Linked DNA regions of Sus scrofa: region 1 is linked to region 2. A link is a contact called in public HiChIP or PLAC-seq data. All regions are on one chromosome and are shown on one strand. The core of a region is the stretch at or near the end of the contact, and the rest is flanking DNA. Distances in the headings are between cores, read along the strand shown.

What was found. HiChIP or PLAC-seq counts read pairs in DNA pulled down with a chosen protein or histone mark.
Region 1: an H3K27ac HiChIP or PLAC-seq map of alveolar macrophages shows a contact between it and region 2. The contact joins the enhancer-like site here to the promoter of GPBAR1 in region 2. A contact is called at or near these places in 6 of 47 Hi-C or Micro-C datasets (blood, heart right ventricle, liver and 3 more) and 1 of 2 datasets of contacts at active chromatin or transcription factors (alveolar macrophages).

Annotation. Positions count from the first base shown.
Region 1 is chr15:120,503,376-120,507,330 of Sscrofa11.1, forward strand. USP37 (ubiquitin carboxyl-terminal hydrolase 37) reads right to left here. Exons shown (of 24, transcript XM_003133658.6): 19 at 1,730-1,896; 20 at 60-120. Among named protein-coding and RNA genes, the nearest start is that of VIL1, 42 kb to the left of the region's middle. Within about 2 kb of position 2,031, at least 10 of the 83 cell types and tissues checked have an H3K27ac peak or open chromatin away from gene starts, as enhancers often do. A contact at or near this core is called in alveolar macrophages and omental adipose tissue, where this site is marked.
Region 2 is chr15:120,333,306-120,337,452 of Sscrofa11.1, forward strand. GPBAR1 (G-protein coupled bile acid receptor 1) reads left to right here and starts at 2,891. Exons shown (of 2, transcript XM_013984487.2): 1 at 2,891-3,376.

The sequences.
Region 1 (3,955 bases), core at 781-3,280, 170 kb after region 2:
TGCTCTTCTGTGTGCGATACATTTCACCATATAAAGATGTAATTAAAGTAACACCATACCTTGAAGACTTAACTCTGTAGCTCTTTTGAGGTCATCATCTTCTTTTTGTTCCCAAGCCTCCTAAAGGGATAAGAACAAAACTAAAGTATTTAAAGAGGTATTAGTTAAACTTATTTAATGAGGATAAAATTAGCTGCTCTGAAAGTATTTGCTAATAATGTTTTCTATAATCTTATAAATGTCTGGGATACAACCTCTTGAGGGATGTGGAAAAGTTTACTTTTTTTTCTTTTTTGGCTCCACCTGTGGCATATAGAAGCTCCCAGGCCAGGGATCTAACCTGGGCCACAGCAGTGACAATGCCAGATCCTTAACCTGCTATGCCACCAGGGAACTCCAGGATTTTCTTTTGGTAATTAATAACCTGATACATACCAAACTAAAGAAACTTCATCTTATGGCCGGCTCTGAAATAGCTTTAAAACGGCAGTTCTCAACCTTGGCTGTACATTAGAATCATTGGGAGAAGTTTTAAAAAGTCCTTACTTAAAAAAGAAAAAAAAAGAAAAAGAAATCTGGATGCTTAGATCACACCTGAAATCAATTACATCAGAATGTCTGAGGGGCAGAATCACCCAGGCATCAGTCTTTTTTTAAAAGCTCCACATATGATAATAATGTGCAGTTAAAAGTTAAGACCCAATGTCCCAGTAACATTAGACTTCTTAATCTGATTATTAGTAAAACTAAAACTATGCACTCATTCTAGGGAGGCTTGATAAATTTTTATTATTTCTATTTTATTACTAACATGACTTGGATTGTATAGGATTAGACAACCATGAAAACAAAACCTTTCAGTCAGATACCTCAGGTGACTGCAATAGCACAAACCAACTAGCTTTGACAAATATAAACAAAAGGAACTAAAAATTGAAGAATAGATTACTACATAAAGAGAAGAGCAGATAAATGTTAGTCTACAACTAAAATCTAAAATTTCAGATAATACTGCTAAGAATTTTATGTTAAAATAATTCACAGGAAAGGGGAGTTCCTGTTGTGGCTGGTGGGTTAAAGACCCAATGTTGTCTCTGTGAGGATGTGGGTTCGGTCCCCAGCCTCACTCAGTGGGTTAAGGATCCAGCATTGCCGCAAGTTGCAGCACAGGTTGCAGATGTGGCTTAGACTGGTGTTGCTGTGGCTGTGGTGTAGGTCACAGCTGCAGCTCTGATACAACCCCTACCTAACCCAGGAACTTCCATGCGCTGCAGGTGCAGCCATTAAACACACACACACACACACACACACACACACAGAGGAAGGGATTCATATTGTGAGAAAATGACCAAAACAAATACTGTGCCTTAACATAGTAATAATAAAATCACAATGGTATACTATTCAACTGTTTGCAAAAAAAAAAATAAAGTTGGATCTGATAACGCTTCCTGCTTTAGCATGCAATAAATTACAGTAATAGGAAGTAACCAACAATACACTGTTGCACTTAGATTTCTTAAAAAAAGGAAAATGTGCTGTTTCAAGTCCAAAGCAAAAGTCCTAAAGAAGTTTGTGTGTTTTGGTGGAGCAATGATTTACTGTATGTAAATCACCTGGAACAATGCCCGACACAAGTAGTAAGTGCTTAACAAATGTTTATCATTATTATTATTATGCTATTTCCTGGGAAAGGTATAGAGAAAGTAGCAATATAAATATCTCTTACTTGCTCCTGAAGGCTCTGAGCCAATGCCTGCTGCAGCTCTTGTTCTTCCCTCTCACGCTCCATATCATACTGCTGCAGCCAATCAACCTCTCCTTGAGATCCTTCTGGAGTTTTGTTTTCTTTATTTTCATCACAGTCTTTAGTTATCTCTGTAAAACTGGCAGGATCTGCAGAAGTAAAACATAACATAACTGGGAAATCTTCTCTTACAAACTGAAATCTCTGAACTAGAGTGACATCTACTGTTCAGAGAGTAAGTATCTTAACCTCAGACACACTTGCTTAGGACTTGCAATCTCATGTTACTACATAGTCTTGATCACAGAATTTCTCAATCTCAACACTACTGACATTGTGAGTGGGACAATTTTTTTGTGCTGGGGGGAGAGGGGCTGCCTGTACACATATAATGTTTAGTAACATCCTGGCCTCTACCTACCAGAGGCCAGTAGCAACCCACCCTCCCTAAAACAAACAAAAGTGACAGTGCCAAATGTCCCCTGGGGAACAAAACTGCCCTCCGTTGAGAAAACCTCTGATCTAGTAATGGATCTGACTTAACCAATCGTCAGAACTACGGTTAAGGATGAAGAAGAAAAAACAGCCACATTCATAGGTCATGACACATGACCAAGTACTGGGAAAAAAATAATACTTAGAGTAAATGATGTAAGAATTAGGCTAGAATGATTAATTACTGAGATTCTCCCATTTATTACACTGTATGTCAAATTAGTGTGTTTTCACATGGGTAATCAAATGAGCCTTGCACATCTTCCAAATCAAAAGAGCTGAGTTCCCTTCGTGGTTCAGTGTTTAATGAACCTGATGAGAATCCATGAGGTTTGATCCCTGGCCTTGCTCAGTGGGTTAAGGATCCGGTGTTGCCATGAGCTGTGGTGTAGGTGGGCAGCTGTAGCTCCAATTTGACCCCTGGCCTGGGAACTTCCATATGCTGCTGGCGTGGCCCTAAAAAGCAAAAAACAAAAAAAGCTACAAAATATGTAATAAACATCTCATGTACCACATAAATATATGGCCATAAATACATTTAAAACATTCATCCAGGGAGGTAAGAAAAAATTTAATCTTTTTTTTTTTTTAATCTCAATTTCTAGATTACAGCTGGCTGGAATAAGCAGTATGGACATAATTTTCTTCTGATTATTAAAATCTCACTATAGTTTTTAATTAGGTAAGAGTGGGGAGAAGGAACTTCCTTCCTTCCTTCCCTCCCTCCCAAACACTTTACCAAAGCAAAAATTTTCATCTCAACAAGTTAAGGAAGTTCTCATAAAAAGAATTTAACTGGCTGTCAATAAGAATTATCTTTACAGATTCATTTCATATGAAATGTTTTTTGCTTTTTTAGGGCTGCCCCCCACAGCATGTGAAGGTTCCCAGGTTACAGGACAAACTGGAGCTGCAGCTGCTGGCCTACACCACAGCAACGCCAGATCCAAGCCACGTCGTGACCTATACCACAGTTCACAGCAACGCTGGATCCTTAACCCTCTGAGCGAGGCCAAGGATCAAACTTGAGTCCTCACAGATGCTAACCAAATTCGTTAACTGCTGAGCCACAACGGGAAATCACTCACTGAAATGTTTTTAAATATGTCCCAGGAGTTCTCGTCGTGGCGCAGTGGTTAACGAACCCGACTAGGAACCATGAGGTTGCGGGTTCGGTCCCTGCCCTTGCTCAGTAGGTTAAAGGATCTGGCGTTGCCGTGAGCTGTGGTGTAGGTTGCAGACTCGGCTCGGATCCCACGTTGCTGTGGCTCTGGCGTAGGCTGGTGGCTACAGCTCCGAATGGACCCCTAGCCTGGGAACCTCCATATGCTGCGGAAGCAGCCCAAGAAATGGCAAAAAGACAAAAAAAAAAAAAAAAAAAAAAAAAAAAAAAAAAAAAAAAAAATCTGTCCCAGTACTGCATTCTAACCATTTAAATGGTAGATCCTTTTTTATAGCACAAATGAACTCTGAAGCTTACTCTGAATATTATGAAGCCTACAGCATCTTAGTTTTAGACTCTAAATCAGCAATTAGTCTGTATATATGTACGTATATTTTGGGGCCAAACCCATGGCATATGGAAGTTCCTAGGCTCAGGGTTGAATCTGAGCTGTAGCGGCTGGCCTTCGCCACAGCTACAGCAACACAAGATCCAAGCCAAGTTGGCGACCTGCACCACAGCTCATGGCAATGCTGTGACCCAAGGAGAGA
Region 2 (4,147 bases), core at 1,641-4,140:
CCTCAGGCCTGGGTCTCCCCCAGCGAGCACAGAAGTCCCGTTGCTTTGCCTCTTGGACCAGGAGGTTTTTCTTAATGTCTCACCTCCAGGTTTCTTGCTGCAGTTTGAAACTGTTCCCTCTCTTTTCAGGCCTCAAGGGCGTGTAACTGCTTCTCTCCCTCACCCCAGAGCCAAACTTGATACAAGATGGAATCAGGGGAGTTCCCGTCGTGGCGCAGTGGTTAACGAATCCGACTAGGAACCATGAGGTTGCGGGTTCGGTCCCTGCCCTCGCTCAGTGGGTTAACGATCCGGCGTTGCCGTGAGCTGTGGTGTAGGTTGCAGACGCGGCTCGGATCCTGCGTTGCTGTGGCTCTGGCGTAGGCCGGTGGCTACAGCTCCGATTCAACCCCTAGCCTGGGAACCTCCATATGCCGCGGGAGCGGCCCAAGAAATAGCAACAACAACAACAACAACAATAATGCCGAGGGAGCGGCCCAAGAAATAGCAACAACAACAACAATAACAACAACAATAAAAAAGAAAAAAATATATATAAGAAATAAAACTCATCCATTAAAAAAAAAAAAAAAAAAAAAAAAGATGGAATCAGGGCTTCATAGCCTTGAACTTGCCCTTCCTCTCACTCTATCTGGTTTCCTTCCTTTCCCTGTGCAAAATGTCATTCCCCTCTTGCTTTTCACAGCCTCTCCATCTGCCTTTCTCAATGGAATTCTTAGAGGGGGCAGGTGACTGGAAGGAAGGGACATGCAGAGAAGGCTGGAAACCCCTGTTTCTTACCTGCCAAGCCCTGACCCAAGTCCTCATCATACATTTTCTCATTTAGTCTCACAATAGGTGAGTACAGTACAAGCCCCATTTCACAGATGAGGAAACTAAGGCAAGAGAATTTTAATAGGACTTCCCATCGTGGCTTAGTGGTTAACGAATCCAACTAGCATCCATGAGAACGCAGGTTCCATCCTTGGCCTTGCTCAGCGGGTTAAGGATCCGGCGTTGCTGTGAGCTGTGGTGTAGGTCCCAGACGAGGCTCGGATCCCACGTTGCTGTGGCTGTGGCATAGGCTGGCAGCTGCAGCTCCGATTCAACCCCTAGCCTGGGAACCTCCATGTGCTGCTGATGCGGTCCTAGAAAGACAAAGACAGAAAAAAAAAATAAGAGAGAGAGAACTTTAATAATTGACCTAAGTTTTGGAGTTCCCATCGTGGCGCAATGGTTAACGAATCTGACTAGGAACCATGAGGTTGCGGGTTCAATCCCTGCCCTTGCTCAATGGGTTAAGGATCCGGCGTTGCCGTGAGCTGTGATGTAGGTCGCAGAAGCAGCTCGGATCCCACGTTGCTGTGGCTGTGGTGTAGGCTGGCAGCTACAGCTCCGATTAGACCCCTAGCCTGGGAACCTCCATATGCCATGGGAGCAGCCCAAGAAATGGCAAAAAGACAAAAAATAAAATAAAATAAATAATTGACCTAAGTTTACCCAGCCAAATAAATAGGATCCAACCAGGATTCTGTGATTCAAACCCGGTCCTTCTGACTCCAGTACTGGCTCATGCCTCTTTATCACCATGGAGGAGGAAGGAAAGGAGTCACTTGTTGAGACCCCTCCCCCCACTAGGTGTCAAGCACTGGGATAAATGCAGTTACATATGTTACCCCATGATATCCCCACAACCACCCTGACAGGGTGGTTTTCTTCATTCCCATTTTACAGGTGAGAAAATTGAGGTCCAGAGGTAGCTTGCTCAAAGTCACACCCCCCAGAGCCATTTGTGTCTCATGGCCCAGAAGTTGACTCACAAAATAGTTGAGGAGGAGTCCCCATCGCAGCTCAGTGGTTAACCAATCCGACTAGGAACCATGAGGTTGCGGGTTCCATCCCTGGCCTCCCTCAGTGGGTTAAGGATCCAGCATTGCCGTGAGCTGTGGTGTAGGTCGCAGACAAGGCTCAGATCCCGCGTTGCTGTGGCTGTGGCATAGGCCGGTGGCTACAGCTCTGATTGGACCCCTGGCCTGGGAACCTCCATATGCTGCAGGTTCGGCCCTAAAAAGACCAAAAAAAAAAAAAAGAAAGAGGAGTTCCCGTTGTGGCGCAGTGGTTAACGAATCTGACTAGGAACCATGAGGTTGCGGGTTCGGTCCCTGCCCTCGCTCAGTGGGTTAACGATCCGGCGTTGCCGTGAGCTGTGGTGTAGGTTGCAGACGCGGCTCGGATCCTGCGTTGCTGTGGCTCTGGCGTAGGCCAGTGGCTACAGCTCCGATTCAACCCCTAGCCTGGGAATCTCCATATGCCTCGGGAGTGGCCCAAGAAATAGCAGCAACAACAACAAAAGACAAAAGACAAAAAAAAAAAAAGAAAGAAAAAAAAGAAAATAGTTGAGAAAAGTGTGGGATGACCCCAGATTGTGGAAGGTAAGACTGGCTTTATAAGCCGCAAGTCCCTACCAGGTAATAGGAAGGGCGGGTGTAAAGATGCTCAGCTTTCAGGAGTTCCGCTCGTGGCTCAGCGGTTAGTGAACCTGATTAGCATTCATGAGGATGCGGGTTAGATCCCTGGCCTCACTCAGTGGGTTAAAGATCTGGCGTTTCTGTGAGCTGTGGTGTAGGTCGAAGATGCGGCTTGGATCCCGAGTTGCTGTGGCTCTGGCGTAGGCCGGCAGCTATAGCTCCAATTAGACCCCCAGCCTGGGAACCTCCATATGCAGCCCTAAAAAGACAGAAATACAAAAATAAAATAAAATAAATAAAATAAAAGTATGTTTAGCTTCCAAACACCAACCCCCCCACTGCCATCATCAGACACACATTCCTCCTCAGCAGCCCAGCAGAATTAGCTGGCTGGCCACCCCATGGGTTTAAGGCTCATAAAACATAAATATATTAGCTGGGGCAGGAAGTACGGAGGGTAGAATAAATCATTATAGTGTTCATTAACTGCAAAGCATTTCTCAGATTAGCTGAGCGGTAGCAGGCCAGAGGGCTCCAAGCTGGGTGACCTGCCACCTTGATGGCAAGCCATGGACAGTGGCTGGAGATGGAGACCCTGGTCCGGGAGGACAAGGAGGGGGCCCTGGAGAAAGGGGGAGGAAGCCCTCCCAGGACTGCCGCTCAGGGTGTGCCAGGTCCCACCCCCAGAGGCGGGGCCAGGCTGAGCCCCGCCAGCCTCAGCTCCATCCCTCCAGGAACCCAGGCGAGGGCAGAGCCTGGGCAGCGAAGAATCCCGGCCCTGCTGTCCCCGCAGAGTGGAGGCACCATGCCCTCACCCATCAGGACACCAGACATCATCGCCAGACGACCTGCAGCAATGGCTGTGGCCACCCCCTGACCCCCAGAGGAAAAGCCCAGGCTGGGCGAGCCAGACCTGCCCCCACAGCCATGTGAGTAGCCCTTCCCCTTCCCTTGCCCCACCCAGCCCCGGCCACACCTGGACACCTCCACCCCAGCTCCTGAAGAGGTCGTGCCACCCAACCCGAGCCACCAGAGCCTCTGGGGTGTGCGGGTCCCACAGCCAGTGCACCCATAACACCACGAGGAAGTGGCCCCCGGGGGCCATCCCTGCCTTTTGTGCGGCTCTGATGGAAGTGGGCTGGGAGACTCACTCCAGCGGAGGGCTGCGAGCTCCAGCCCATGGCCCCAGAGTCCAAGTCTGAAGTAACAGACCCTGAGGTCTCCTGGGGTTTAATAAAGTTGACAGTGCGAGGATGAAGGGGAACAGAAACTGAAGGGCTGCTGGAGAGAGCGAGATGAACGAGTGGAGGGCCCTGGGGAGACAGGAAGAGGAAACAGGCCGAGGGAGGGGAAAGGGGTGCAGCGGCTTGGCAACTGGCTTGGGGGGCCTGGGGAAGGCTGGGGATCTCTAGAAGGGGCAGCACCTCCGGTGGACAAGGTGGCCATGGGGCCATCTGATCCTCTGACCTGGATGGGGGTGCAGGTAGGAATCCTTTCCTTGTTGACTTTAATCCTAGCAACAGCAGCTGCTTTCCTGTTGACAGAAGCAGGAGTTCCCACAGGGCCCAGGACCCCTCCCCCGTCCCCATCCCCCATCCCTGTCCCCATAATGCTGGAAGGACTCGGGGAGAGCAGAGCCAGGCCCTGCCCAGCGGCCCCTCCTCCCTCCCTGGGCTCACTTCAGCCCTCCTTGCCACTGG